Regions from separate parts of the Mus musculus genome. Here all the other regions are linked to region 5. The links are chromatin contacts, called in public promoter capture Hi-C maps. All regions are on one chromosome and are shown on one strand. Each heading gives the region's core, a stretch centred on a gene start, on an enhancer-like site or on the middle of the called end of the contact. The rest is flanking DNA. Distances are from core to core; before and after follow the strand shown. Region 1 holds the start of Clip1 (CAP-GLY domain containing linker protein 1). Region 2 holds the start of Diablo (diablo, IAP-binding mitochondrial protein). Region 3 holds the start of Vps33a (VPS33A CORVET/HOPS core subunit). Region 4 holds the start of Zcchc8 (zinc finger, CCHC domain containing 8). Region 5 holds the start of Naa25 (N(alpha)-acetyltransferase 25, NatB auxiliary subunit). Region 6 holds the start of Rsrc2 (arginine/serine-rich coiled-coil 2).

Region 1 (5,145 bases), core at 1,562-4,061, 2.3 Mb before region 5:
CTCACAAACAGTTTACCAAGATGTTTGTTTGCTTGGTTTTTGTTTTTGTTTTATATATTTTACACACACACACACACCATATGTGTGTGTGTATATACATATATATATATAATTTTTTTTGAGACAGGGTTTTTCTGTGTAGTTCTGGCTGTCCTGGAACTCCATCTGTAGTTGAGGCTGGCCCTGTCTCTGGCTCCTGAGTGCTGGGATTAAAGGCGTGTACTATCACTTACCACCAGGCACACCCTGGCAGTTGTATAGCATTTAAAAAAAATGTTATGTTCATTGCTGTTTTGCCTGCATGTATGTGTGTATGAGGGTATCAGAACTCTGGAACTGGAGTTACAGAGAGGTGTGAGCTACCATGTGGGTATTGGGAATTGAACTTGGGTAGTCTGGAAAAGCAGCCAGTGCTCTTAATCTCTGAGCCATTTCTCTAGCCCTGCAACACATGTTTTAATTTCTCTTGGGACTATACCTCTGAGTATAAATGCTGGATCACATGGGAACTCTGTTTAACATTTTGAGGAACTGTACTGTGAATATACTAAGTGTTAAAAACATGTATATTTACTTAGCTGTTATGTGACAGGGTCTCTTGCTGGTGTAGAACTCACGAGGTAGACCTATGTGGATCTCAGAGATCCACTTGCCTCTGACTTCCCAGTGCTGTGATGCTGGGCTAACACTCTCAGTCTGTTCCCGATTTTTGACTATATCAAATACTTCTGCTGTAAACAAACAAACAAACAAACAAACAACCCACTTCTGCTGTGAATGCTGTGAACATGTGTCCCCATGTACTTCACTGTGTTGGATGTTGTGGAAGGAGGTCTCAACTTTTTGTGTGTGTGCACTCAAAAAGATATTCATTGATCAGAACTACTGCATCAAGCACCAATTTCACAGATATCCTGCCTTACTGGATTTTTAAAAAGGCACAGGATCTTAGATATGTGATGGCAACCTTATAAGTGACTTTGGTCACCCTCCACATTGTAAAGCCGTCTGTACTCAGAGCCCTAGTCTATTGAGAAGGCCTGGAGTGTAGTTTGCAGGATGGTGCCTACTGCTGTTCTTGGTTAGCTGAATGGAGCTTTTGTGGTCATTGGCTGGTTCTCTTTGAGAGCTCATCCTGGGATTCTAAACAGCAGTTTGTCATTCTCTCATCATTTCCACTTTTTTTTTCTTGGTTTTTCAGGACAGTGTTTCTCTGTGTAGGCCTGGGTGTCCTGGAATTCGTTCTGGAGACCAGGCTGGTCTTATATTCAGAGCTCTCTCTGCTTCTGCCTCCTGAGTGCTGGGATTAAAGGCGTGTGCTGCTGCCACCCCAATACATTTTTACTCATCGCCAGGATATAGCCCTGGATGGTATGTAGAGCAGGCTAGGTTAACCTCAAGAGATTCAGCTGCCTCCCACTCCTGAAGGCTAGTATTGTCAGTGTGCACACCAATAGGCCTGGCTGCTATTATTATTATTATTATTATTATTAAATATTTTATTTATTTGTTATTATAAATTTTATGACAGGGTTCTATGTATACTCTGTGTAGCTCTGGCTGTCCTGGAACTCAGGAGGCAGAGGCAGGCAAATCTCTGTGTTTGAGGCCAGCCTGGTCTACAAAGAGAGTTCCAGGACAGCCAAGGCTATTACACACAGAAACCATCTGGAATAACCAAGAGAGGAAAAACAGAGTTGAATTGTACTCAGATCAGCGGGTAAGTATTGCTTGCCTAAGTAGGAATGAATTCTGGGTTCCCAGGGTACTCTCACCTCTTGACCTTGGAGCTCACATATCAGGCTCAGGTGGAATAATAGATTATTTTTGTGTGTGTGTGATTTAAGGCTTAAATGGACAGGAGGGTCTGCAGATGAAATTTACTTTGTGCATTTCCAGTGGAGTTCCCTTCTTGGGCTCTCTGAGGTGCCTGTTTGCCCAGACACAATGGTGTTTTAAATAAAGGTCAAGAAGGGAGGTCGCCCTTCAGAATATTTCCTCCTTGGCCCCTTCTCCATCAATACTGAGTCACTGCAGAAACCTGGGCTTCCAACAGCTGCAGATTTCTGCCGGGAGCTGCAAAACTTCTGGGGTTGCCATGGTCCATGGGAGCGAAATGCTGGCCGCCCTCTGCTAGCGCAGCCCTGAGCCGGCTGTTGCAGCGTCCTCTCCAGTCCCTTTCAAAAGCTTGACAAGGGGATCCCTGCTTGGGGAGGAGCCCGAACGGGACATTAACCTGGGCTTCTGTCCAAACGACTGGGGCGAATAAAAGACGCTTTTCTTAAACTAACTGGGCTGCAGCCCTGGGCTCATCTCAAAGGATTTTTTTTTTTTAACCCCTCAGTGATTTCCTGGAGAGCAGAGACCGTTCATCCCAAGCTGAGCTTGCCTATGGGCATCTCCCTTCCAACTTGGGGCAACGGATTTATCACCCTGCTCTAGGCGGGAAAGGGAGGTCAATGAAATCAATCAGCTCCCCCACTCTCCAACCGCACCCCATCCCATCCCCAAACGGCAGGCTGCGGTTGGTCCAGTCTACGGGTAGCCATCCGGGGTGACTTGCATATTCTGGGCACACTTGGCTAGGAAACAGGGAGAAGCCTGAAATGCCAAGGCACCCGCGTCTGCAGGCCCTTCGGTCCGTCCCCCGGCATCTTGCTCCTTATCGTGGAGGATTTAGGGGCTCGCAAGGGGAGCAGGCAGACAAAGGGGCGGCAGGGGAGCTCGCGGGCGGCAGCGGCCCGGGCACGGGGAGGGGCGGCGCGGCGTCTTCTCCCGGCCCCGCGGCGGCGGCGGCAGCGCGTCACGTTCTCTTCCCCGCCCCGAGCCGAAGAGCCGGGGAGGCGGGAGGCGGCGGCCGCGGCGGCTGCTGCTGCTGCTGCTGGGAGGCAGGTGACGGCGACCAGCGGCGTCCCAGGCGGTGAGCGAAGCGCGGGCCCCATCTCCATCTCTCCTTCCTCGCCGTCCCACCCGTTCTCCCTCCGCTCCTTCCCGCCGCCCGGGGATCCGGGAGGGAAACGCCGGGAGGGAAGGCTCGTCTCAAGCTCCCGCCACGCACCGGGACGGCGGCCGAGGAGCCGCGGACGCACCCGGGAGGGTGGCGGGCGCGGGGAGAGCGTGGCTGCGGGGAAGGCTGGCTGCGTGCGAGCCGCGCGCGTCCGGGCCCTGGCAGCCGCGGCCCGGGGCCTTGCCTGCCTTCCTCCCGCCGCCTCAAGATGGAGCGTGGACTCCTTGTCCCTGCGCCGCCTCGGGAGCCGTTCTCGGAGGAGCCCGCGTCCTCTTCCCCAGCTCTTGGAGGGGGAGGTTCCGGGGACGGCTCCGTCGCTCCCAGAGGCCGCGGGTCCGGTTCGACCTGTTGCCCTGGACGCCTCCCGCCGCTCGCCATCTGGGCGAGCTTTCCTCGGGCAGGCCCGGGACGCCGGGTGGCCGGCCGCGAGCCGGCATGGAGGGCGCCCTTGCCCCGTGGCGCTCGGGCTCAGCCCGGCCCGGCTCGGGCCCCGGTTCCCGGTCCCTGGCTGTTCGGCCCCGGGCTTTTGTTTTCCTTCAGACCCCTGGAGCGTGATTCTCTGTGAAGGTAGAAGGGCGAAACAGGGTGCCAGATCTCTGAAATCACCGCTGCCCGGTAACCCGAACCTGCCAGCGCGGTCGGGGGTTGGCGCGGAAGACAGATGACACTTGTTCGGGGTTGGGGGTGGGGATGGGGTGACTATTTTAAAAGCAGAGAGCCTTGTGGTTTGTCTCGAACCTGGAGGTGTTGCGTTATTGGGGAGAGAACAACAGAATATCGGATTAATTTATTTAATTTTTATTTATTTTTATTTTTTTCTGAGTCTGGAGTCCTGCCCTGACATCCCGTAGTCTCTCCGCTTCATGTGGCTTTTCCCATCTGGCAGAAACCGCACACCACCCCCTTCCTCCCTGCCCAGCCCCACCTCTCTGGTATGAAGAAATGACTCGTTAAGTCTGGAATCCACGTGCATACCCATTTTTTAGCAAAAACTTGCCAACTACTGTTTCTATTTATTTACTTATTTATTTATTAAGACAGTGGATATGTTTCTGTCATTTCCTTGGTTTTTTTTTTGTTTTTGTTTTTGTTTTTTTTCATTTTGGTGTGAGTCGGCAGTCTAGCCTCTTCTAGGCCCAGGACTGTGTCTGTCTGTCTGCTTGGGGCTCTGTTAGTATTTATGCGGTGGTGCTTTGGTGATTCTCATGCTAGGATTTTATGATTATTATTCCTAATTGTGGCTCCCAGTTAGGAGAGCCGCGTTTGGCTTCTAGGCGTAATGATGCTCTTTTGCAAGTATCCTCAGGACTGTTGCTCCTCAGCCTTGGGGCATTTCTTCCTCTTGAAATAATAACAATTAGGGTTTATGGAGGGCTCCTTCTGACCGTGCTCTGGGCAAGTGCAGAGTTTTGTTTTTGTTTTTATCTCATGTAATCCATCCAACCTAGGGAGGTTGCTGTCATCGTCATTTTACAGGGAGGGCACTGAAAGGTCAGAGTCACAGCCAATACGAGATGTTGTCAAGAACTGTACCTCAGTCTGCTAAGTTAGTTTGTTAGGGCAGTGAATCAATGGTAAAAGGCAAGGCTGGACGTTATGAAAGCCAAGGAAGTGGGTGATTGCTCAGCTGAGAGCCTGGGACTCTTGCTGAGGTTCAGAGGAAGTGGTTAGGCTTCCTCCTAGGCCTGGATTAGAGAGGTAAACATTGAACCTGGGTGGGAACTTTGGTAGTATCTCTGAACATGAGGATTTTGCTATTCTCAGCTCTTTCAGTCATTGCTGAGCACGAAAATAAGCCAACCTGGTTCTTGTCTTTAAGAAATTTAATACATTCTAAAAACTAGTATTTTTAATTTTTCTTTTAGTTTTGGTTTTTCAAGACTGGGTCTCTTTGTGTGGCTTTTATTGTCCTGGAATTTACTCTGTACACCAGGCTGGCCTTGAACTCACAGAAACCAGTTTGCCTCTGCCTCCTAAGTACTGGGATTGAAGACGGGTGTCATCACTGCCTGGCTTATAAAGGAAACTTTGACTTGAAAAAGAAACAAACATAAGAGTCAGTGTTATTAGTCATGGCATGCCTGTTATTTCAGTATTGGTGAAGTGTTACGGACCCTTCGATGGCTGCTTATGGAGCT
Region 2 (4,803 bases), core at 1,254-3,753, 2.1 Mb before region 5:
AAACTAGAGGACAGCTTTCAAAGAGTTGGTTCTCTCCTTCCACCATTTGAGTCCTGAGGACTGAATCCAGGTCATCAAGCTTGAAAGCAGGCTCCTTTACCTACTGAGCCACCTTGTCGGCTCCCATGTCCTGTTTCTTAGCTTCAGTTAATCTATTGCTATAAAATACCCCAGCTTGCAGGTTTGCAGATTGCTATTAAATATAAGACACAGAACTGCCTTGAGGGATCGATCCATTTGAAGTGTGAGCGAGGAGGGAAGAGAGGCCTGTTTTGAACAACTTGGCCCTTTCATCTGTCACTCTGGTTATTGGGTGGTAGTATACATCCCGGCAGGCATCCTGTCCTTCTGGTGATGAGGCAGGACATGGAGCCCTTTAGTTGCCCAGGCCTCTGGGGGAGCAATTACTACTCCCTGGCTTCTTGAGCTGTGTGTAGATGTCCTGCCCCCGTTTTTGCCCAGACTTCGCCCAGGCAATAATTTGATAATAAGAGATCCTGATTACATTAAGCAGCCATTTGCTTCTGGATGATGATGTTATAAAAGGGTTGCCATCCACACTGCCTGCTTCTCAGAGGTCAATAATAGTCTTTATAATCGAGTACAAGCAGAAGGATGCGCTGTCTATTCCTGGTCACTTTTCCTTTGTTCCATCAGAACGGGAACATGTTCTGTGCTTTCCCAGCTGGCTCCTTCTGGGCCTCACCTTTGTCGTTGAATTTAGAAGTGGCTATACTGGGAAAGTGCCTGGGCACTGAGTTTGCAAACTGCTAAACTTTGTAAATTAGGATCACGTGCTCTGGGGCTATCATCTATGGTTCTCACACACACACATATTCATGTTCACACTTGTCGTTCTTAAAACAGCAGCTTTTCCATTACTAAGATAGTCTTGGTGAATGTGTAGTGGTTCTGCCAGATCCCAGACTTAACTGGGCTGCTCTCAGTATTAGCAGTATTGGAAGTACAGCCTGTCTGTAGTATTTAGACAAGCAAGACAAGAAGGGGCTTGAAATACCCCCTAGTGTACCACTTGTTCAGCCCATTTGAGTCAGAAGTCCTGGAAACTGCTGATGCCTCATCCTGTAGGCTGTGGAGGTAATGCAGGCAGAGGGCGGGCAGGGCTGTTAATGCCCCGCCTGGTCTGGCATTGCCTGTGCGCAGCTCCCTGGGAGCTCAGAAACCACACAGAGATTGTAATTGGTCGCTAGACCACACCTAGTTGTTGAGTGCTCCAGCTGCCTGAAGACCTCTCAGCTCTGCCCAGATCTCTGGAGTGCGTACAAGTCTACTTTCACCATACCTGAGAGCGGCTGTGGAAGCTGTGGAGGTGGAAGAGTCGTGGAAACTTTGCCAAGTAAGTAAATTGGGAAGAGTGGGAAACTAGAGGCTGCCATTGATGGTAACTGCTAGGCAAGGCAGCAATGAATTTGAGCTAGCTTGTGACTCTTAGCATCTGAGGTGAAATTAGCTAAGGGCAGATGCATAAAGCATATCAAGAAAGATATGAGTGAAATCGAGTTAGTACCCATCACTTGACACCCTTCAATTTTAATCCTGACTGGCTATTAGGCAAGCATACTGGGGGCACACACAAGAAAAAATCCTTAAAATCTATCATCGACAAGGCCAGGGGAATGACGGAGGGAATGAGCAATGTCCTGCTGCTTCCCCTCCACTATGAGACAGGGCCATAGACAGGGCTGCGGCTTGAGTGAAGGGAAAATAAAACTGTCTTCCACTAGCCCATTAGCGGCACCAGCTCCATTAAAAATGCAAGAGATGGTGGGAAGAGAGGGCGGTTGGAGCCTAATACAGAGTCAGGACTGGAAAAGACCAGGCTCCTTCCCTTGTCTGAGTTCAAGTGCCAGTGAGAGTGGGGGGCAACTACTGCTTTAGACTTTCAGTGTAGGGGAGAATAGCACTTTGGGCTTCCTTGGCCTTGGAAGAGTACTGTTCATTGCGTGCAGCCTGTGCGTGCTCAGGCTCCCGGTCTCTGCAGGGCGATGCAGACCTCGTCCACCATCCACGTGCTGCAGTTGCTGCGGGAGCTGCTCGCCTTCGTGCTCCTCAGCTACACTGTGCTCATCGGGGCGCTCCTGCTGGCCGGCTGGACCACCTACTTCTTGGTGCTGAAGTGACAGCGCCCCGGCCCCGCCCTGCTCCGCCCCGCCCCACCGCGCCTCGCCGTGGCTCCGAGCTTCCCCTCCCTGGCCACACAGTCTCCCTTTCCAGGAGCGGCCCCGCCTCGCCTCGCCCCCCAGCCCGCTGCCCGCGTCACGGCGCGCGACCCGGCTTCAGCACCCGTGCACTGGAGCCTGCGGGGACCGGCGACGAAGTCGGAGCGGTTGGAAGCCAGGTGCGACCGTTAGAGCGGTTTCCTGGTGTCCCGGCCCCGCCCACTCCGTTTGTCCAATCGCAACCGCGTCCTCCTCTGGGGGCGTGACCATGAAGCTCCGGGCTCCTTGGGCCCCGCCTCGCTTGCGCTTCTGCTTGCTATGCTGCGTCACTTCCGGCGCGTGCGTCCGGCGTCGGTCCGCCGCGGGATGGCGGCTCTGAGAAGTTGGGTGACTCGGAGCGTCTGCTCTCTGTTCAGGTACGGCCGCGGTAGCAGAGGGCGGGCGGCGGCGGAGAGGAACCGGGAGCGCCGTGCCGGCCAGTGCGTCGGCCCCGGGCCGTGGTGCTGCCGCGTCCCGCCTTCTTCTGAAGTTAGAGGCGGGCCCCCGCCTTCGTCCCTCGTCCTCCATCAGGGACGGGCGCCTGAAAGTGGTTCTCCTCCCACGCATCCCGGGGGCTGGCTTTGGGGGGTCCCCAGGGACACTGAGGGACAGCCGGGCCACGGCGTTGGCTGGCAGCGCATTGTTAGAGAGAGCACGGGTCCCCGTAAACTCGGCCACCGGCGACAGCGGCTCGCTCCCGGGATTTGCTGGAGGCGACCATTGGCGACACCTGGAACCCAGGTCCCGGGGTCTAAAGCTGAATCCTGCGCACTCCGGAGAGTTTTACGTTGGCGTCAAGTTGCTAATCGGCTGCGGCGACTTTGAAACTTCTCCGCCTGGCGGGACGCTTCCACGCGCATTGACCTGTCGCTCGTGGAACTCAGATCGCATGCCCCTGACTCCCGAGTGCCGAGACTTAACTGGCCGTCCTGTGGTTTATTTTCTTAGAAGATTGCGGGCACTTCCTCATTTAGTCTCATTTACTGCTTGGTCCAAAACTCCTGCAGACCACAGAGCCTTTTACAGATTGATTTTGGGCTTTTTAAATTTTGACTTATGTTTCCAGGTACAGACAGCGTTTTCCTGTCTTGGCTAACTCTAAGAAACGCTGTTTCTCAGAATTGATAAAACCATGGCACAAAACTGTGTTGACTGGATTTGGCATGACACTGTGTGCGGTTCCTATTGCTCAGGTAAGGGACTGTCATGTGACTATTATATATAGGGTAAAGGGGCCAGGGAAAGAACGCCCGGACCCTGACTTGCCCCAGAGACTATTTCCAAGTCTTAGTGAACTCCTGAGCATTGGACAAGCTGCCACACTTTCATAGGTACCCCCTTCCATGATGCCATGTACTGTACTAAACCCGCATCTTCCGAGTGGAGCACGTTTCCCATTTTCTCATGTTATAGAAACAGTGTTCTTAACAGATTCTGCCCCCACTCCACCACCCCTGAAACTGAGCATCAGTTGAACTGGGAAGTAGACCGTTATTCTTGTACCAAAATCGAAGGGGCTAAATTTTGCACATGTGCTGCTTAACCTTTGAGGGTCCTGAGGTTAAAAATGCATTGTAAAAGAACTGAAGTGGGGAGGGTAGGCAGAAACGGGAGGAATAGCCATGTGTTTCCCAGCAGCCATCAGGCAGCTCTCACCTTGTTGTAACTCCAGTTCCAGAGAATCTGACACTCTCACACAGACACACTTGGAGGCATGCATATAAAACACCATTCATATAAATTAAAAGTATGAACTACCACCTCCTGGCCTTTTTTTTAAAAAGCACCAAAAGTCCAGGAGGTGGTAGTACACACTTTTAATTCCAGCACTTGGGAGGCAGAGGCAGACAGTTCTTTATGAGTTCAAGGCCAGCCTGGTCTACAGAGTGAGTTCTAGGACAGCCAGGGCCATTACACAGAGAAGACCTGTGTCAGAAAAGAAACAAAGTCAGCTGGTGATGTAATGTGAAGAAAAATATGGTGCAGTGGTGTGAGACAGCTTGGAGAAAGCTGACTGAGTGGCCTGGGTGAGGGAGAGGCCTTCAGCAGAAGGGGTTCCTGGCAAGCCTAGAAGGTGTATTTTGTGTGGTATGCAGCAAAGCAAAGTGGGCGGGCTGGAGTGAGGTTGGAGAGATAACCAGGGCTCAAATACTGTGACTGATCCTTGTGGCTCATTGTGGGGCTTTGGATTTTCTCTGAAGGCCTTGAAGGATTTGTTCTTGGAATATTATGATCTGGCTAATGTTCCAGTTTGATGAGGTGATAGCTGGCAGGCAGCACATGAGTGAGGGAGAGCTGTTTCCCACTTGAATTACCATTTGCTGGGACAGAGGAGTGGGTCTCCATCGGAAGAAAGTTACATTTTAGAAATGTCAGTGAGCAGCTGATAGGAAAGTGATGGGTTTTGTTTTGTTTTGTTTTGTCACTGGCTGTGTGGTTTATGGAGAAGAGCTAAATTTTGGGTTGTGGCTGAGAGCATCAGAGGGCAGCTGCAAGAAGGGTTGTCCTGCTCAGCAGCCCAAGTGTCTTCTTAACAGCTGGGTCATCTTGCCAGCCCCCAAGGTTCTTTCTGCCCCCACCTTTG
Region 3 (4,620 bases), core at 2,080-4,579, 2.2 Mb before region 5:
ATGGTTGTGAGCCTTCATGTGGTTGTTGCGAATTGAATTTTTACGACCTCTGCTAGCTCTGGTCAACCCTGCTCAAGGATTTATTTATTATTATACACTGTAGCTGTCTTCAGATGCACCAGAAGAGGGCGTCAGATCTCATTACGGGTGGTTGTGAGCCACCATGTGGTTGCTGGGATTTGAACTCGGGACCTTCGGAAGAGCAGTCTGTGCTCTTACCCGCTGAGCCATCTCGACAACCCATCTTTCACCTTTCAAGTTATTTTTTTTGTTGTTTCTTTTTATAGCCTTGGCTATACTAGAACTAGCTCTGTATATCATTGCTAGCCTCAAACATTTTAAAAAACAAAAACAAAACAACAAAATAAGGCCATGTGTGGCAGGCATCTGTCACTCCAGTACTTTGGAGAGGGATTCAGTCCTTCTCAGCTACATAGTGAGCTCACTACCAGCATGGACTACACGAGATCCTGTTAGAAGCTGGAAGAGGAAGAGAAATAACTGCTATCTTATCTCAAAGCACTTTGTGAGCCATTCAAATGTTAAATATATTGGATTGTCCATTGCTTTATTCGTATATTTAAAAAGAAAAAAGATGTCATTGGGACGAACAGGGTTGGGGATGGGAGCAGATATTCCACACTCCATAGCATAACAAGGAATGTGCGCACACAAGTCATTGCTAGCTTAGCACACAGGCAGGTACTATCTATCCATAGCTTGTTTGTGTTAGCTTTCTAGATGGCCTTGGACAAACACTAGCAACACTGGCAGACTGGGCTCAGGCATCCAGGTGATAAGAGGTTAATGTGATTGACCTCCTAACCAGAGGGATGACACTGGACTCACAGTTGGCTGGCCCGGTGCACCCCCATTTCCCCACCCCTGTATCACCCTTTCAGGTCACTAGCTCTCTGAACACAGCACAACTTAAAGATTCCATTCTTGGTGGGGCTGAGACACACCTTGGTGGTTAAGAGCATTGCTGCTCTTCCAGAGGCCGGCTATTGGTTTTCCAGCAACCATGGCTATAAGTCCGCTTCCAGGGGATCTGACGCCTCTAGCCTCTGAGGGTGCCTGCACTCATGTGTACAAACTCACATGCAGACAAACACAGACACCTACACATAATATGTATGTGAGTATACTGTGGCTCTCTTCAGACACACCTGGTGGGCATCAGATCCCATTACAGATGGTTGTGAGCCACTATATGGTTACTGGGAATTGAACTCGGGACTTTTGGAAGAGCAGTCAGTGCTCTTAACCGCTGAGCCATCTCTCCAGCCCCTAAAAGTAAGTTTTTAATAATTAATAATAATTTAATAATGTATTCTTGTCTCTTTTTACTGACTCTTATGAGAACTGGAAACGTAAGCTTCAGTATTCTGGTTACAGCAATGTTTGATTCCATTTATTTATTTATTTACTTAGTGATTGGGGTCAAACCAAAAGCCTTTCAAGCCCTAGCAAGCACTGTACCTGTACCGTTGTGCTATATCCCCAGACCTTGCGATAAGGCCTTACTATGTAGACCACACAGGTTCACAACTTACTCTCCTCCTCTTCTGCCTCCCCAGTGGGGATTATAGGCTGTGCTACTCCATCTCTGATTAGTAATCCACAACTCTTTAGAAACTCTCAAAAGTGTTAGTGTTTGCCTTTGAATATCTACTAAATGACTGTCTCCCCACACAGATGCTTAAAAAAAAAAACATTGTAAATAATATCTTGTGGGGGCTGGAGAGATGGCTCAGTGGTTAAGAACACTGACTGCTCTTCCAGAGATCCTGAGTTCAATTCCCATCAACCACACAGTGGCTCACAACAATCCGTAATGGGATCTGATGCCCACTTCTGGTGTGTCTGAAGAGTGATAGTATATTCATTTACATAAAATATAAATAAGAATAATACCTTGCAACAGATTATTATTCTCAACTTCAGTATCATTAACTTGCCGTGAGTCCATGGAGATCAGAAGTGGGCATAGAGGATGTGGAACTGGAATGCTGGAGTTACAGGCAGTTTTGAGCTGGAACCCCAACTCTGGTTCTCTGGAAGAACAGCGTGTTCCCACTAAGCCATCTCTCTCTCTTATTTTTTAAACTGTGTTTGCCTGAAAGTATCTATCAGTGCTGTGTGCCTTGCTCTCCTAGGTGAGAAAGGGGCACTAGATCCCGTGTTAGCATTTCTTCCAGGCTCTGCTGCGCAGTTACCTGGCAACAGCCATGTGTGCCTGACTCAATATAAAAGAGGCTGCTTGCGGCCCCCCCCCCCCCACTCTCTTACCTTCTCTCTTCCCTCTCCCTTCTCTCTCCTTTCCCCTTTCCTGTCTGTCTCCACGTGTTCCTGGCCGGCCTCTACGCCTCTATTTTCTCCCTCTCCCCCTCTCTCTTTCCCTTCCCCTTTCCCTCCTCTCCCCTCCCCACCTCCTTCCTCAACTCCCCTCCCCATCTCCCCATGCCCTAAATAAACTCTATTCCATACTATATCCGTCATATGGCTGTTACCTCATGGGGAAGGGATGTCTCAGCATAAGCTCGCAGAGGCACCACCTTCCACCTCACCATACCTCACTCTATCAAGCATATCCCTGGCTTCCTTTTCTTGTTTTATAAAACACAACACCCTGGAACCGGAGTTACAGATGGTCACGAGCTATACTGTGGATCCTGGGAACCTGGTCTATGGGAGAGCAGCAGGTGCTCTTAACTGGTGAACCATCTCTCCAGTCCATTTATTGTTTGTTTATGTGGAGACAGGTCTCACTGTGTAGCCCTGGTTGTCCTGGAGCTCGCTATGTTTACCAGGCTGGCCTTGAACTTGGAGAGATAAGCTTGCTCTGCGATTGAACCACTTACTGGGTGTAGTAAGGTGCATTTTGTAGTTTGGCCTCGATCGCCATTTTACACCAGTATTCTAGCTGTGAAGACACAAGGATGGTGCTTTTAAACGCGACAAATAACATCTAAATTCCATCCTTAAGACCTGGGGATGGTGGCTCACGTCTTTAATCCCAGCACTTAGGAGGCAGAGGCAGGCGGATTTCTGAGTTCGAGGCCAGCCTGTTCTACAGAGTGAGTTCCAGGACAGCCAGGGCTACACAGAGAAACCCTGTCTCGAAAACAAACAAACAAAGTCAATTTTCACTGCTCACCATTCTTAGGCATGGTAGGGAAATACTTTAGAAAGGGGCGGGGAGGGGACTCCTCCTCGCATGCGCACTAGGACCTTGAAGGAGCATCACTGTCAGCAGGACTCCGCCTTTCGCGTTCAATGTGCCTCAGCGACTCGGATCACGTGAACGTCCCGTCACGTGACGCAGGCGGCGTCTGGGGAAATGCGGGTGCCCGGGCAAGATGGCGGCGCACCTGTCGTACGGGCGAGTGAACCTGAACGTGCTGCGCGAGGCGGTGCGTCGGGAGCTGCGCGAGTTCCTGGACAAGTGCGCTGGGAGCAAGGTGAGGGACAGGGCCCCGGCGCCACCAAGCTTGGCCGGGCGGGACTGTGCGAGGCCGTGGGGGCGATCAGGTCGCCCGCTCAGTGACAGCCCCTGGCCGGGAGCTCCCCGACCTGCGAGACAGTTGTCCTTTCCAGCCTGGAAGCACGCACGCCCACAGCCCTCGGCACACAGCTTGTGAAAGACAAGCTGTCACTTCGTAACTTCAACATGGATCGTTTTTTGTCTAGATCGGGGACTTCATAGAATTTCCTTTCTTCCTGTTTTCCTCTCAGTGTTTGAGACAGGGTAACGCTGTGTAGCCCTCGAACTCACTGAGATCCACCTGTCACTGCCTCTGAGTGCTGGGATCGGCTCTCCATTTTATTTTTGAGCCTATTCCTGGCTATATAGACTGTTCCTGCCGGCACTCCTCCTTTCTCTCGCCTCTGGCACTACAGGCATGAGCCATGCTGTGAGGTTTTCTTTTAAGCATTTTTTCCCTCTATTCTGAGATTTATTAATCATACCCCATCCCTCTACAGGGAATGGGAAGTTCTAATCTGAAGAAAAAAACAAAACAGATGCTCAAAGAATCAGTTTTGGGCCCGGCAGTGGTGGCGCACGCCTTTAGCCCCAGCACTTGGGAAGCAGAGGCAGACGGATCTCTGAGTTCGAGGCCAGCCTGGTCTACAGAGTGAGTTCCAGGACAGCCAGGGCTACACAGAGAAACCCTGTCTTGAAAAAACCAAGAACACTCCCTACCCCCACCCACCCAAAAAGAATCAGTTTTGTAAACATAGCTCCAACTAAGTCATTGAGTCAAAAAGGCAGATTATTAAATCACAGGGGGCAGTATTAAACTGAAAATGATGTCGAAATCAGATATAATAGATTGTGTGGACCAGGTTTACAAAGTGTTTCTCCTGGAGGAAGCAGGGATCTTTGATGCCAGTATCATGAAATTTCCCCCTTTGTGGAAGGTTCTTTTCGACCCTTAGGCTATAATGTGACCAGAGCCTTTAAAAATCCTAACTCTAACTTTTAGAAGAATATTCTGGAAAGGTGGCTTAGAGGTGAAGAGGGAGTGTAGCTCTTCCAGAGGAGCCCAGATCAGTTGCTGGCACCTACAGACAACCACTTGTAACCCCAGATCCTTGGAAATTTGATGGATCTGG
Region 4 (4,946 bases), core at 578-3,077, 2.3 Mb before region 5:
CAACCCCCACCCTCAGAAAGAACTCGGAGATGTAAATTGTTAGTATAAGTTAGGTTAAGATGTTTTTGCTAGGGACTGGAGAGATGACTCAGAAGTTAAGAGCACTGGCTGCTCTTCCAGTAGACCTGAGTTCAATTCATGCCACCCACATGGCAGCTCACAACTATCTGTAACTCCAGTTCTATGGGACCTGACACCCTCATCCAGCCATACATGAAGTGAAACACCAATGCGTATAAAATAAAAATAAAATACTAAAAAAAAAAAAAAAGTTTTTGCTTTGATATATAGGACTTTGGGGAACAATTTAATATCCAGACTGGTATACTTTTGAAAGTTGAACCAGGAATTTTTTTGAGGTCAGGGAACAAGAACAATGGTAGCTGAGCTAGTTCTTAGCTTATGTGGCTTTCTTGCTAAGGCTGGATGGGTCATCAAGTGATAATTACTTGTATCTATTTTTACCTTTATCTTCCTGATATAATTTGATAAAAAAAAATCAGTGAGTGGGTGTACAACTGAGGATTTAAAGTAGGAAGGTGGTGGTAGCTTAAGTCTTTAAACCCAGGACCTGGGAGGCAGAGGCTGGTGAGTTTGAGGACAGCCTGGTCTACAGAGCTAGTTCCAGGACAACCATGGGTACACAGAAGTTCCAGGTCAACCACGGGTACACAGAAAAACCTTGCCTCTGTGTGCATGCGTGCACACACACACAGACACCATACACACACACAAGCTTAGATTTCTGATTCTAAATACTCTTTTATAAGATTATTTTAAAAGATAAATAATTGATCTTTTCATTATAACTGCAAATTGTAGCCTGGTAGTACAAGAACTGGCTGAGAAAAAGTAGCTTGCTTGCTTACACTTAATCTATTATAATTTATTTAATTTTTTTTTTCACTTATAATACCTAAGACTTTCAATCTTGTAAAAGGTATGGTGTAACATGCTGGGTTTGGGGGGGGGGGTTGTTTGTTTTGTTTTTGGGGTTTTTTTTTTGCTTGTGTATTTATTATAATCATTCACTTACAAAATGTAGCCACATTGTAATCTTTGTACTACTTGGGAGATTTTGCTGGAAGATATAAGTTATGGGAGAAGTAATAAAGTTGTTGACGCTTGTTGAAGCCTTGCTTCACCGTGTGTGTGTGTGTGTGTGTGTGTGTGTGTGTGTGTGTGTGTGTGTGTTTGTGTCTGTCTGTCTGATTTACATTAATATCATCAACCCCTCCTTGGATCACTAAACGCGCTACAGGAGCTGGCCTCCAACAGAGACCATAACTAACCTGACATTATTTGTTACAGGTTATAATTTCCGGTGATTTTAACATGTGATGACGAAAATATCCATTCAAATCCAGCGGCATATGAAAGTAGAAACATAATAAAGGGTTTTCTGGTTTTTCTGTTTGTTTCGTCCCTGATAGGAGTTCATGAGAGTAGGCAGTGGAATAACTTCATTTTTCATTCATTTACAAATGAAACAAGCAAAATAAAGTGGCTTGTGTCTGAGAGCACATTTATCTACGGCAAAGGTAGAGTTCCTGTCTTCTCTTTTCGACGCTGGGGAACCGCACCACATTTTGTCAAAGCCATGTATCCGGCTTTGATTCCTTCAGCTTTAAACGCCTAACGGGGACAATCCATATTGTTTTAACTCATTCAGAACCGTTTTTTTAAAAAGAGCAATCCCAGTGTGCAACGCAAACAATGAGTCCCGTCGCTTAGAAACTACATATCCCAGAATGCCACGCTCTGTGGCCCATTCGGAAAGAGGCATGAGGGCGGCCTTGGCATTCTGGGAGTTGTAGTCTCCGTCCAGGACCCGCCCCTAGACGGCTTTGGAGGCCTGTGTGTGGAGAAAAGCCTCCAGGGAGAGCGGCTCTGGCCTCCAACCTTCGCCCCCTGCCCTCCAAGCTTTCCCACAGCCCAAGATGGCGGCCGGTGTGGATTTTGGCGACCTAGAGCTCTTCGAGGCGTTTGACCCACCAGAGGAGTCGACGCCGAAGCCCGTTCACACCCGGTTCAAGGACGACGAGGAGGAAGAGGACGACGACGACGACGAGAACGGGGTGGGCGATGCGGAGCTGCAGGAGCAGCTCCGGCGCTGCGAGGCCACCATCGAGCAGCTCCGCGCCGAGAATATCCTTCCGGCGCGATGGGCCGGGTGTCACTTGGCACTCGGGGTCTGGGTGGCGGCGGGCGGGGGACACGGCGGAATTTCCAAGAAGATTAGCATTCGAAGTCCTTCCTCCCGCGACCTGGCGGGCGGGCGGGAGTCTCGGTCCGGTTGCAGAAGCTGCATCCGCGGCCCGCGCGCGATCCCTTCCCCGCGAGCGTCCTCCAGTGCACACCACCCTGGCCCCCCAACTCAAAGCTGCTCTCAACTGTTGTGACACTGGAGACACTTCTCTCCCGGTCTTGGAGGTCACCGTGTTTTCTAACTTTGCGTGCCAAGCTCGAGAAGAGACGAGTCGTAGTGTAGTTGTGCGTTTGAAGGTGCGGGGCGTCGCAGCCGGGGAGTGGGATGATTTGTGGAGGGACGAAAGCTACGAGTGCCCACTGTGATGGAGAATCGGGGCGCGGGGGGGACGACCTTAAAGATTTAGCATGCGAAGAGACTTGCTAAATTGTCCAGATCGTTTTGATTTCTTGAGCTAACTTGCCTCCCGGTGCTCCGGGAAAAACGCGCCAAAATTCCCTTTGACTTTATTAACGTGATTATAACGTTTGTGGGTTTGCTAGTATGTTAATTTCCCGTTCTTAGGTAGTTTTGGTTCAGGTAACTTTCCTTTTGGAACTTAGCCTGAACCCTGAGCATGGTTGTTATGTCAACTTTTGAAGTTCAAGTCTGATTTTTTTTTCATGAAACCATTTTCCGTGACACACTTTATTATGAAAATTTATAAAATACTAGAGAGTTGAAAGGATTGTGTATTTCATATCCGTAGGGGTTCTCTCACATTCTTGCAAACATTTTGCTATATTAACTTTATCATTTATCTTTATGCTTTGACGTGGAAATTTTTCTTAATTGCTTCAACTTGTTCCGGGAACACCGCGGTCTAACTGAAATTTTTGGTTCATCTCTTAGACTGTTTCTGAACTCCAGGACCATGTCTTAGAATATATGTTCAAAGAGATGAAGACCTTATTTAATGTTCAGGTCCAGTTGTCCTGCCCTCGGCAAAACATGTACCCAGTGTTTTTCCTTCAAAGTACTGATTACGGGGCCTTCCTTTACATTTATGTCATTTGGATAACAAAAGTGAAAGTTTTAGTGGTTGGTTGTTATGTCCTGAGGACTGATATTCCTTAACCAGTAATAACATCAAGAACTTAAAAGAAAGTTGAACATTCTGACAAGACCCAGGTATGACATCTTGAAATTACACACGAGCTGCCTCTTGGCTCTCCTTCTCTAGTCACAGCATCCTTGTAGAAAAAGGAATTTTTGTATCATCCACAACTCAGAATCCAATGAAGAATTCAGTAACGGTTCTTTATTGTTGACTTAGGGGTATAAAGGAATTCTGGTAAGTGGGTTAAATGTCTAAACAGACTTAGTGGGTCTTTTTCCTCAATCCAGAAATTTTTGCTTGACAATTCAGAGAAGCAAGTTAGACCCAGCTGTTCATATTTAACACATTTCTGGTAAGATAAAATAAGTTTACAGTTATGTTAGCCGATGATTTCTTTACAGCTGTTATTATTACTGTTGTTATTATTGGTGGTGGTTGGTTGGTGGGATTTTGTTTTGGACAGGCAAGGGTGGGTTTACTGAGACAGTGTTTCTCATCTTGTAACCCAAACTAGCCTGGAATCCACTGTATGTTTACACTGGCCTTAACCTTATTGGTTTTTGTTTGTCTACCTTGAAAGTGCTGGGATAACAGGAGCAACCACACTAGCATTAAATATTTTTATTAATATTTGTAAAGTACGTATTAAATATTTTACAGTTACAGACAGTGCAGGTAGAGCATTTTTTGTTTTGTTGATACAGTCTTCTTGTAGCCTAAGCTGGTCTCTGGTTACAGTGTGGCTCAGGGTGACTTTGAACTCTTGGTCCTCCCGCCTCCCCTTCCCTAGTACTGGGATTACACCTAGGGCCAAGTCTGGCAAGGCACAGCACTTTAGAAGAAAAGGAAATATGCTTTTGAGAAAGTATCGAATGCAGGAGGCATGTATTCAGACATCTGCTTATAACAGTTACACTAATGCTGGCATCTCCATATGATAGGAATTTAACAAGTTACTAGATTAATTTTTTATTTATTTTGTTTTTTGAGTCAGGATTTTACTTTGTAGCCTTGAACTCCCAAGTCTTTGCATGAAACTCACTTTCAGTATACCAGGCTGGTCTCAAACCCAGCTGCCCTGGGTTTAATCTGAGTGCTGGGATTAAAACCACGTGCTACCACTGCAGCCTAGAGTACTTGCTAGTTTATGTAGAGCAGTTGCTCGTTTTTCCTTTCTTCCCATGTCCCTCCCCCCCCCCTCTTCCTTCCTTCCTTTTTTTCCAGCAGGGTCTGTGTAGTCCAGGCTGCTCTCAAACTCCTGGCATGCCTTCTGCCTTAACTTCCCAAGTGCTGGCGTTCCAGATAGGAGTCTTCTTGTCCAGTTGAAATATTTTTAGGCTTTGGAACTGGGAAGTTTTATTGTCTGTTCGTGTACTGGCTAGGCTGAGACCAGAATTTCAGGTAGGGTCTCTCGCAGTCCTGGAACTCACTGTGTAGCTCTGAGGATCTTGAACTTTTGATCCCGTGAGTCTTGGTATTGCTGGCGTGTGTGCAATCTGACCCTCAACTCAGCCACTTTGTCAGCTGGCCTTATATTGGCCTTATTCATGTAACCTGCTTTCTTATACTCTTCCCTAGTCTCCTAATTTATAAGGAAACTAGCCATTAGTTAGGGAAATTTTGTTAAAAACCAAAAGA
Region 5 (4,911 bases), core at 1,183-3,682:
ACAAACCATGAACCCTTAACTTAGGTTTTACTTTCTATTACCCAGAAGCAGGACAGTGGAAAGTCAGAGACAAGCCTGGTCCACACGGGGACTGCAAAGGCAGGATGTGCAGCCATGGGGAAATCTGAGTCCTCTTCCCGATAGGCCCCACCCCTGCAATCTTAGAAGAATCAACATGACGCAACTTCTAACACAGTGGTTAAGACACCGAGCCTGGAGTTCAAATCCCAAGTCCAGGATGTATCTGAGCTAGATAAATCACATAAGAGCAATAGGATTCCTGCTCCAGCTGTCTACGGGGAGTGTGTGTGTGTGTGTGTGTGTGTGTGTGTGTTGAAAGCTCAAGGGCACAGACTGGATTAAGTTTTCTAAACTCATTATGATTACCCACAGGGCCATTACTGCTAGAAACAAGTGATGGGAAGGTAAGCCATCACACAACAGAGCACCAAGGGCTGTAGAGATGGCTCATCAGGTGAGGGTACTTACCACCATTCCTGATAACGTTTACGATAGCCCAGGACCTTTATGATAGGGAAGAACCAACTCCCTCTAGCATGGTGTCCTCTGAACTCCACAGGCTCACAGTGTCATTCATGTGACCACACTCCACCACACACACACGCCCAAAAAACATTTCTTCATCAAATGGAATAAAAAAAGAATTTCATCACACACATATATGAAAGTATGATTGCTGGGCATAGGGCCACGTGACTGTAATCCCAACAGTTGGGAGCCACAGGCAGGGGAGCTGAAAGCTTGAGTCCAGCTGGTCCACCTAAGGAGTTCAAGACCTGTTACTTAAAAAAAGAAAAGAGTACTGGGCAGTGGTAGTGCCTGCCTTTAATCCCAGCACTTGGGAAGCAGAGGCGGGCAGATGTCTGAGTTCGAGGCCAGCGAGGCCAGCCTGGTCTACAAGGTGAGTTCCAGGACAGCCAGGGCTACACAGAGAAACCCTGTCTCAAAAAAAAGGAAGGAATGAGCAGCTGGGTTTGGTGGCACCTTTAATCCCAGCACTCGGAAGGCAGAAAGCTGGTGATTTCTATGAGTTCCACGCAGTCGAGGGCTACATAGAGAGGTCTTGTTCCAGACCCAGCACCTACACCCTGGCTTACAACAGTCTGTAACTACAGATCCAGGACATCCTGATGCCCCTCTTCAAGCACCAGGAATGCACGTGGTGCACAGACATCAAACTGGCAAGCAAGAACCCACATATGTACCAATTTGCTAGAGACACAAGCACCCATTCTGCCAAGGGGAGAGGAAAACCCCTAAAAACGAAAGAGCCCAAAACCCATAGCCACACTGAAAACGTGAGGTCTGCTGTAGCCAAAAAAAAAAAAAAAAAAAAAGCACTGACCTTGATAAAGCTTCCTTCCTCATCATTACCTGAGACAAGACCATACAACCATCAACGAGGCGAGCGAGACATGGCAAAATTAAATAAAATAAATAAATAAATAAATAAGGCACCGCTTCCAATAACAGAACATCTCAGTCACTGCAAAGTGTTTTCTCTCTGACTCAGTTTGGTGATTCTTTTTATTCTATTACGGTGGGAAGATGACGATAAAGACACATCTTGAAAGCCTGCGGGGTTTGGGATGCGCGCCGTGAGGAGGGTTCAACGCAAGCAAAAGCACGAGGAAGTCAAGAGGCAGAGAATAAACCTCAGACACGGTGCTGAAAGGTTAAAAAAAACAAAAAACCTTCCATTCCAGCAGCCTGGCCGGCCGCTCCGGCAACACCAGCTCCTGCCATCTCTTGCCCGCTATTCGGGGCCCGCGACCCCCTCCCCCCCGCCTCCCACGTGTGCCCAGAACAGCTGTTCCTGCATCAGGATGGGACTCGGGTCTCAGTGACCTTGCATCAGCCCCTTCCCTTCTCCGGGTCTCAGTTTCCCCACGTGCACTTAGACTACATTCTGTAAGACAGCCCTCCCCGGATCCTCATCCTGGTACCCAGAGCAATCATCACTGGGGTATCTCCCTTCCGGAGGCGAGCGCTCCCACCGTCGCGCCTGAGCCGCTTGTCACCTGCAAGAAAAGACCGCGCGGGGGTTCCTCGGGAGCGGCTGGAATAAAACAACCTGCCGGGAGCGCTGGTCTCCAAGCGGCGGCGCGATCCGCACAGAGTTGACAGCGGCGCGCACCCACCGTTGTCTTGTCGCCTCCGGGTCCAGCGACGCCGGGGTCCGCGCCTAAGCGAGGGCGAGGCTGCGGCCTAGCGCCCCGCGCGGTCCGCCCCCTCGCCGCCCCACCCCGCGCGCGACCCCAGCGACCCTCCCTGGCCTTCGCCCGAACCGGGGCACGCTTTGTCTCGCCGCGGTGGCTAACAGACCGACTCCGGGGTACTCACCGTAAATGGGCCGGAGGCGCCGGTCGTTAGGGTCCTGCACATGGCCCCGCGTCGCCATGATGACAAGCGCAGAACCTCAGTGCGCAAGCGCTGAGCAGGCCCCCGGGAAGGGGCCGTTAAAGGGCCAGCGTCGAGCTCGCCGACCTATCGCGATAGTGGAGGGGAGGTACGGCGGAGTGCGCCTGCGTAGAAAGGGTGGCTCGCCTCTCCTTTAATTGGCGCTGTGGTTTGATTTTTTTTTTTTTTTTTTTTTTTTTTGCCTGCGGAGTCATCGGGACCCCAGGGGCGGTTGTTGTGGTTGAAGGCGTGGAGAGAGAGTGCGGTTTAATCTCACTGACTGTAACAGCTAGAAGAACCAGTTGGTTTTGGCCCTTGATGGTGAAGCAACCTGGAACTTGTTGAGTGGGAGCCCTGGGAGCGTGCTTGCCCAACAGTGAAACTGTAGAAAAAGCCTGCGAGCCCTCCTCCACCCGTTCCCTGAACTCAGTGCTGTGCGTGGCTAGACACTAGTGCAAGCTCTTTAAGTAGGTTGCTTTTAACATTCCCACGGCACTAGACGGTATAATGAGCTTTCTTTGTACAGATTTACAATTCGCACGGCCCAGAGTTATGAGTGCTATTTGGGCGGCGATAATGACAAGGAGCTAAAGGTATCCCCAGCACTCGGGAGGCAGAGGCAGGCGGATCTCCTTGAGTTCGAGGTTAGCCTGGTCTACATAATGAGTTCCAGGACAGCCAAGGCTATGTAGAGACCCTGTCCCTATAAAGAAATGGATAGAAATAAAAATAAAAAGGTTCTCCCACCAAGTGGTTGCTTGCCCTATTTGGCTGGCATTCCTCCTTGCCCCAACAATTTTTCCCTCAGTTCATGGCTCCTCTTCTCCAGCTGCATGTAACTGGATTTGGCGTTTGTAACACTTTCACAGACCAGTGAATCTTGTAGCTTTAGCGGTATGTAAGGTGTATATCCGTAACTACCGCACTGAAGGGGCTAAGACAAGAGGCTAGTAAGGGCCAGACTGGGCTAGCTACATAGGAAGACCCTGTCTCAAAAGAGAGGGAGAAGAAATGGTACATGTTTGAGCTGATTTAGCTTAGGGATTTAAACATTACACAATGTATACAAGTATGGGGCAATACATAGTACCCTGTACAGATGTATAACTGTTTGAATGTGTCCCTTACAAGTTTTAAAAGCTTACCATTGGTTATTTCATGTGTGTTTCTGTATATATGTGTGTGGGCACTCCAATACCCAAAGTGTGGAGGGTCTCTCTGTCTACCACAGTGGTTCTCAACCTGTGGTTCGTGACCCTCATTCATTCTATTTCAGATGTTTACAATTGGTAACATGAGCAAAGTTACAGTTATGAAGTAGCAATGAAATAATTTCATGGTTGGGGGTAGGGGTCACCACAACATGAGGCCCTGTGTTAAAAGGTTGCAGCTTCAGAAAGGTTGTAATCCACTGTAAAAATGTGAAAGCTGCCAGGGCATGGTGGCGCACGCCTTTAGTCCAAGCACTTGGGAGGCAGAGGCAGGTGGATTTCTGAGTTTGAGGCCAGCCTGGTCTACAGAGTGAGTTCCAGGACAGCCAGGGCTACACAGAGAAACCCTGTCTTGAAAAAGAGGAGGAAGAGGAAGGAAGGAAAAATGGAAGGAAAACAAACCAAGGTTCAGTTCCCAGCACCACAACTGTCGGTAACTTTAGTTGCAGGGAATCTGAGGCCCTCTTCTGGCCTCTGGGCACTGGATACAGGTGCTGCACAGTTAGTTGTACATGCAGACAAAATGCTTATACACATGTTTTAAATTAAAGTTTACATTCAAAATGACACACATACACACATACACACGCCTGAATCAGCACACACCCAGAGGACTTGCCTAGGCTCAGAATTTTTAACTACATAGACCCAGGCAGTACACAGAATGTTTTCAGTATTTTTGTATGTATGCATACATGTGTGGGGGTAATGAGTACCTGAAGAGGCGAGAGAAGGTGGCTGTTTGTCCTTCTCTGTCAGTCCTCATCCCATTCACCTGAGAGAGGGTCTCTCAACTGAACGTGGAGCTGGCTATTTTTTCAGCTGAGCTGGCAGCCAGCAAGTTTCTGCCGTCCTCCATTTGAAGCTACAGTAAGGCAAGCCCAGCCTTTCCCATGTGTGCTCAGGATCAGAAGCCAAGACATCATGCTTGCTTATCCAAAGCTCACACCCCTGGAGCCCGCTCCTGCCCTATTCTTTTTATGTGTACAGGCACTCCCTTACATGGACGCCTGTGCACCACATATGTGCCTGCAGCTATCAGAGGCTACAAGAGTGTGTCAGATCCCTGGACTTGAGTCACAGCACATTTCAAACCACAGCGTGAGCACTGGGGACCAAACTCTGGTCCTATGGCAGAGCAAACAGCTCATAACTGCTGAGCTATCTCTGCAGCCTCTTTTTTTTTTTTTAAGATTCATTTATTATATTATAAGTACACTGTAGCTGTCTTCAGACACTCCAGAAGAGGACATCAGATCCCATTACGGATGGTTGTGAG
Region 6 (4,709 bases), core at 376-2,875, 2.4 Mb before region 5:
TTGCAAGATCCTGTCCACACACACAGAGTGGGAGGGGAATGTTGGAGTTAGCTAAAACTAAGGCTGTTTTGAAGGAGTTTTGTGTGTGTGTGTGTAGCCTAGAACTCACTGTATGGACCAGGCTGACCACAAACTCAGATATCCTTTTGCCTCTGCCACCTGAGTGCTGGGATTAAAGGTATGCGACATCTCTGCCTGGCTTGAAGGGTTGTTTGTTTGTTTGTTTTGTTTTGAATAACTTTTTCTTTTGAGTCAGCCTCTCACTGTGTAACTAAAGGTCTTGATCCTAACTTGAACTCAGGATCGTCCTACCTCAGCTCTAGACTCCTGGGATTTCAGTCAAGAGCTATCACGTCCTGCTTGTTCTGGGTTTTGATGGTTCCTGGGACTCTATTTGAATTGTCTGATAATATGCTATCTGGAAGCAGATAACATTTGGGCTAGGAATGTAATGAATAAAGGAAAAGAGCTCCTGCTAAGAACATAACACGACTTTAAATCCCAGCACTCAGGAGGCAGAGGCAGGTGGATCTCTGAGTTCTGAGCCAGACTGGCCTTTAACCTAGTACTTGGGAGGCAAAGACAGGACAAAGCTCTGTGAGTCTGGACTCAGACCACAGGCTAGACCAGTTATTCAGCACTCTACCAACTGACTTAACATTCCCAACCCTGAGGTTTATAGTCTTGAGGGAACAACAACGACAAAATGGTTGAACACTGTGTCAAGTATTTGGGTTTTTTTGGTTTTGGTTTTTTTTTTTTTTTTTTTTTTTTCCTTCGAGACAGGGTTTCTCTATGTAGCCCTGGCTGTCCTGGAACTCACTCTGTAGACCAGGCTGGCCTCGAACTCAGAAATCCGCCTGCCTCTGCCTCCGGAATGCTGGGCTGGGATTAAAGGCGTGCGCCACCACTGCCCCGTTTAAGACTACACTTTCTTCTGGTGAAAGAGAGCAAACAGGTGATAAACAGATTTTGACATCACCGAGTGCGGAAAAAAAACAGACGAGCCAATACAAGGTCATGAATCAGATGAAACACTATCGATGAAGCTATATCCACGAAAACTCAGACGGCCTGCCATCTAGAATCCTCTCTAATTTTTTTCTCCCGCCATCATCTAGAGATCGATAAAACCCAGAGACGGACTGAAGCCCCCTGCTGGTTCCACCTAACACTCCTCCCGCTCCCATCGAGCCGCAAGGCTGACGTCTCACCTGCAGCAGCTGACGAAATTAAAAAGAGAATTCTCAAGTGTCTCACACTTCTTCCCGACGGACACAACCGCCCCTACTCATTTTACCTTCCCTGCCACTGATTTGAATTGGCGGGAGAATACCGTGCTCAACCCCTTTTACGGAGGCCGGAGCAGGCCAAACTTGGCTCAAAATTGAGCGCGGAAACCGCCCCGCCCTAAACTAAATTGAATTCCCGATACCGAGCATCCATTCTGGGAGGTATCCTTGGCCCCACCCACTTCGTAGGCTTCACGCCACGCCCTTCGAGAGACTAACCAATCACCGCCTCGAACCGCGTTGTTATAGAAACTCTTATCGCCACCCACTTTTTCTCCCAGCAAGCTGCGCGCCTGGCCCGGCCTCATCCCCTTTTTTTTTTTTTTTTTTTCTTGTGCCATCCGGGTCTCTCGCGCAAGAGATTCAGTCTGTGGCGAAGCTTCGAGGCGGCCAGTACTGTTGAGTGCGGGCAAGCAGAGGCGCCGCCTTAGCGGCCGGGACTCAAAAAAATAATGGCGGTAGGTACTAAGTGGAGCTCGAAGGCCAGGCTGGGTTTTTTGTTTGTTTGTTTCTTTAACACAGAGTGGGCGACCAGCTCATCAGGGCTGTTGTCCGTGCCTGTGTGTGGACAAGATGGCGCCGCGGCCGCTCGCTGCGCTCGCCATCATGGCTTCCTGCTGCAGGGAGGGGGAGGTAAGGCCGTCTGGCTGGGGGTGGGGAGCCGCAGGGAATGGCTTGGTTTTTTCTTTCCCTCTCCAGAACTTTCCTCATCATTTTCCCTGACCCAGTATTTCTCCAGAAGCCCACCGAACTGTGGGGTTTAGCTCTTTGACCCAGACTGGTGTTAGGCTTTGCGTTTCCTAAGGCTTCTGCGTTCATGCTTGGCGCTTTATCGCATTTGACCGGAAAGGAAAAAAAGACCAGAAGTATCCTCTGGGACGCATCGGGTCAAAAGGCAGGCTCCTTAAGGCGCAGTGTAGGAGGACACAGTCTTTTTATTTGTTTGTTTATTTATCTTTGAGCGATCCCTCAGTGATAGGGCTACTTCTAGTTTTGCGAACCTTATTGGTTGAAACTGGGATTCACTTAAAGAGGGGAAAAAAAAGTCTATCTAGTTCCAGTCCCTTATGTTTTAAAGCGATTTATGAGGTTTTTTTTTGGGGGGGGTTGGTTTTTTTTTGTTTTTTGGGGTTTTTATTTTTGAGGCATGGTTTCTCTGTAGCCCTGGCTGTCCTGAAACTCGCTCTGTAGGCCATGCTGCCCCCGAACTCCGAAACCTTTGAGAACCGCAGCATTGTTTAAGACCCCCTTCCTGAACCAAATGGAAGCCGTATCTAAGAGACCTGAACAGGAAGCCTGCCCTGGATATATACTATGCTCATTGCTAATGAATCATATTAGCCTGTGATAATTTGTTTCTGGTTTTCGAAAGAAAATATTCTTGTAAGCATTCTGTATTTCCTTTTACTGACAGGTTTTAACTTCATATTGCAAATAAGGCTTACTTTTCCTGATAGTTGGAGTATTTGAAATTAGAATGGTACAGGTAGTTTTTCTGCATCTCACTACCCTCTTTCTAGATGAATTTAGAATGATTTTTTTTTTTTTGACTTTTCAAAGAGTAGGCAAGCTTTTTTAAATTGTGGGATTAGTGTCTTGGGCCTCTTAGTATACTTCAAGAATGGTATTATTTGCCGGGTGTGGTGGCGTACGCCTTTAATCCCAGCACTTGGGAGGCAGAGACAGGTGAATTTCTGAGTTCGAGGCCAGCCTGGTCTACAGAGTGAGTTCCAGGACAGCCAGGGCTACACAGAGAAACCCTGTCTCGAAAAACCAAAAAAAAAAAAGAAAAAAAAAGAATGGTATTATTTTCCTTGTGTTCCATTATTTTAAGTGAGATAAATTCAGTTATTGGCTTTCTGCAGTGTCGTCCACTGTAAACGTAATCCTCCAGAGAGCTGGCCTAGTATCAAATCCTCTGCTAAAGGGATTTGTATGCTGTGCTTCAGCTGTTGTCTAGGGTTTTCACGATTTAAATGTGGAAAACGGGTGGCTTATAGACCCAGTGACTGAACATTGCAGTTTGCAGGCAGTGTTTCTATGGATTTCTACTAAACTGAAGTAAAACTGACTAATTGATATTTTGGCTCTCAGTCTCCGGGGGATGGGGAGGACGCCTATTATTTCATGGGTTTAATGATGAAGTGGGTTTTATTCTGTAGTGTGTTTTGTATGTGAAATGACTGCTCATAACCTGTGTCACACAGTGGTTCCTCTTGTTACCAGGCTTCTGAGCATGCTACAGAATAAGCGTTATTGGACTAAACCTCTTTTTCTGTAGTTTTCAGTTCTCATATTGGTTTTCAGAAAAAGGGTTCCTAGTGAGAGGCTGTAACAGGAGATTGAAAAGTTTGGGGGCAGCTTTGGACACACGGGCATCTGAACCTGAGATGAGGGGTGCCTGTGGTTTGTTTGAAGTGCTTTTTAAGCTGAGAAAATACCATAGGCCAATCTGAAATCGTCCTTAAGGATGCAGAGAACAAGAAGGGGGAAAATGTTCTTTGGAACACTGTCCTCCTTAATAATGTACTAGAGCAGCATGTATTATTACTCGGTGATAGTAAATCAGGGAGATTATAGTATTTTAGGAGAGTCGGCTATCGTTTGAAATACTTTCTTTCTGTATCTTACTGTTCTCTATTGAGCTATAACTGGTAGCTTAGCACATAATTTATGCATTTCACCTCCAACCATAAGTTTGTCCTTTTAATTGTGTGTCCTTAACTGATGAGCCACCTTTCCTATCCCCAAATCTGTCTTATTTTGTGTGTTATTTAATATTGGAGTCTGTTATCAGTTTTGATCCTTTTTGTGCCCCAGTAAAATAATACACTTCCTTTATTTTGGTACTTATTTTCTGAACTAATCTTCCCAAGGGAAAAAGTTGGTCATGATTCTCACTGATGAAGATTGTAGTTATTCCCTCTGAAGTCCTAAATGAGAAGTTGGTAAACACTTGGTGGAAGGAGCAGCTGGTAAATACTTTTGGTTTTATGGGTGTTATTGTTTGCTTGTTTTACCAAGCTTTTTAAATATGGAAAATTATTCTTCAGCTGGTCTCAACCAGCTGGTCCTAGCCTCTGCTAGGATTAAAGGTATGTTACCTTTAATCCTAGCAAAGGCAGGCAGATACCTGAGTTTGAGGCCAGTCTGGTTTGTGTTGTGAATTCCAGGCCAGTCAGGGCTACATAAAGAGACCTTGTCTCAAGGGGATGGGGGGTGGGGGTCTGGAGAATTGTACAGAACAGTAGTGTGGTTTGCCAGCTCCTGTCCTGAGTCATCTAGTCTCTGGGTGAACAGATTTCTTTTCCTGTTATGATCTCTAGTCAGATACCTTATCACTTCACTACAGACAAATTCACAGCTGTTTGTTTCCAGTACCTCTTATCAAAGTTCAACTAAATGTTGGGCTTGGTG

The links. Promoter capture Hi-C pulls out the DNA fragments that hold promoters and counts their contacts. Capture Hi-C pulls out chosen DNA fragments and counts their contacts.
Region 1: a promoter capture Hi-C map of liver shows a contact between it and region 5, with 2.1 times the contacts expected there. The contact joins the promoter of Clip1 here to the promoter of Naa25 in region 5. A contact is called at or near these places in 2 of 39 promoter capture datasets (liver and pre-B cells) and 1 of 115 datasets of contacts at active chromatin or transcription factors (embryonic forebrain).
Region 2: a promoter capture Hi-C map of neutrophils shows a contact between it and region 5, with 5 times the contacts expected there. The contact joins the promoter of Diablo here to the promoter of Naa25 in region 5. A contact is called at or near these places in 2 of 39 promoter capture datasets (liver and neutrophils) and 1 of 9 other capture datasets (liver).
Region 3: a contact with region 5 is called in a promoter capture Hi-C map of pre-B cells, with 2.8 times the contacts expected there. The contact joins the promoter of Vps33a here to the promoter of Naa25 in region 5. A contact is called at or near these places in 2 of 39 promoter capture datasets (liver and pre-B cells) and 1 of 9 other capture datasets (liver).
Region 4: a promoter capture Hi-C map of pre-B cells shows a contact between it and region 5, with 5 times the contacts expected there. The contact joins the promoter of Zcchc8 here to the promoter of Naa25 in region 5. A contact is called at or near these places in 2 of 39 promoter capture datasets (liver and pre-B cells) and 1 of 115 datasets of contacts at active chromatin or transcription factors (astrocytes).
Region 6: a promoter capture Hi-C map of adipose tissue shows a contact between it and region 5, with 2.2 times the contacts expected there. The contact joins the promoter of Rsrc2 here to the promoter of Naa25 in region 5. A contact is called at or near these places in 3 of 39 promoter capture datasets (the C10 cell line, cranial neural crest and pre-B cells), 1 of 115 datasets of contacts at active chromatin or transcription factors (astrocytes) and 1 of 9 other capture datasets (adipose tissue).

Annotation. Positions count from the first base shown.
Region 1 is chr5:123,682,027-123,687,171 of GRCm38.p6, reverse strand. It overlaps Clip1 (CAP-GLY domain containing linker protein 1), which reads left to right and starts at 2,811. Exons shown (of 24, transcript NM_019765.5): 1 at 2,811-2,920.
Region 2 is chr5:123,521,864-123,526,666 of GRCm38.p6, reverse strand. It overlaps Diablo (diablo, IAP-binding mitochondrial protein), which reads left to right and starts at 2,503. Exons shown (of 6, transcript NM_023232.3): 1 at 2,503-2,596; 2 at 3,286-3,412. The coding sequence starts at 2,547. Mir7647 (microRNA 7647) reads left to right here and starts at 3,972; the gene lies at 3,972-4,030.
Region 3 is chr5:123,571,724-123,576,343 of GRCm38.p6, reverse strand. Vps33a (VPS33A CORVET/HOPS core subunit) reads left to right here and starts at 3,329. Exons shown (of 13, transcript NM_029929.3): 1 at 3,329-3,464. The coding sequence starts at 3,363.
Region 4 is chr5:123,717,925-123,722,870 of GRCm38.p6, reverse strand. Zcchc8 (zinc finger, CCHC domain containing 8) reads left to right here and starts at 1,827. Exons shown (of 14, transcript NM_027494.3): 1 at 1,827-2,148; 2 at 3,337-3,379. The coding sequence starts at 1,941.
Region 5 is chr5:121,395,516-121,400,426 of GRCm38.p6, reverse strand. It overlaps Naa25 (N(alpha)-acetyltransferase 25, NatB auxiliary subunit), which reads right to left and starts at 2,432. Exons shown (of 24, transcript NM_172722.4): 1 at 2,365-2,432. The coding sequence starts at 2,422.
Region 6 is chr5:123,746,330-123,751,038 of GRCm38.p6, reverse strand. Rsrc2 (arginine/serine-rich coiled-coil 2) reads left to right here and starts at 1,625. Exons shown (of 10, transcript NM_001005525.2): 1 at 1,625-1,750. The coding sequence starts at 1,745. It overlaps Kntc1 (kinetochore associated 1), which reads right to left and starts at 1,313. Exons shown (of 64, transcript NM_001042421.1): 1 at 1,215-1,313.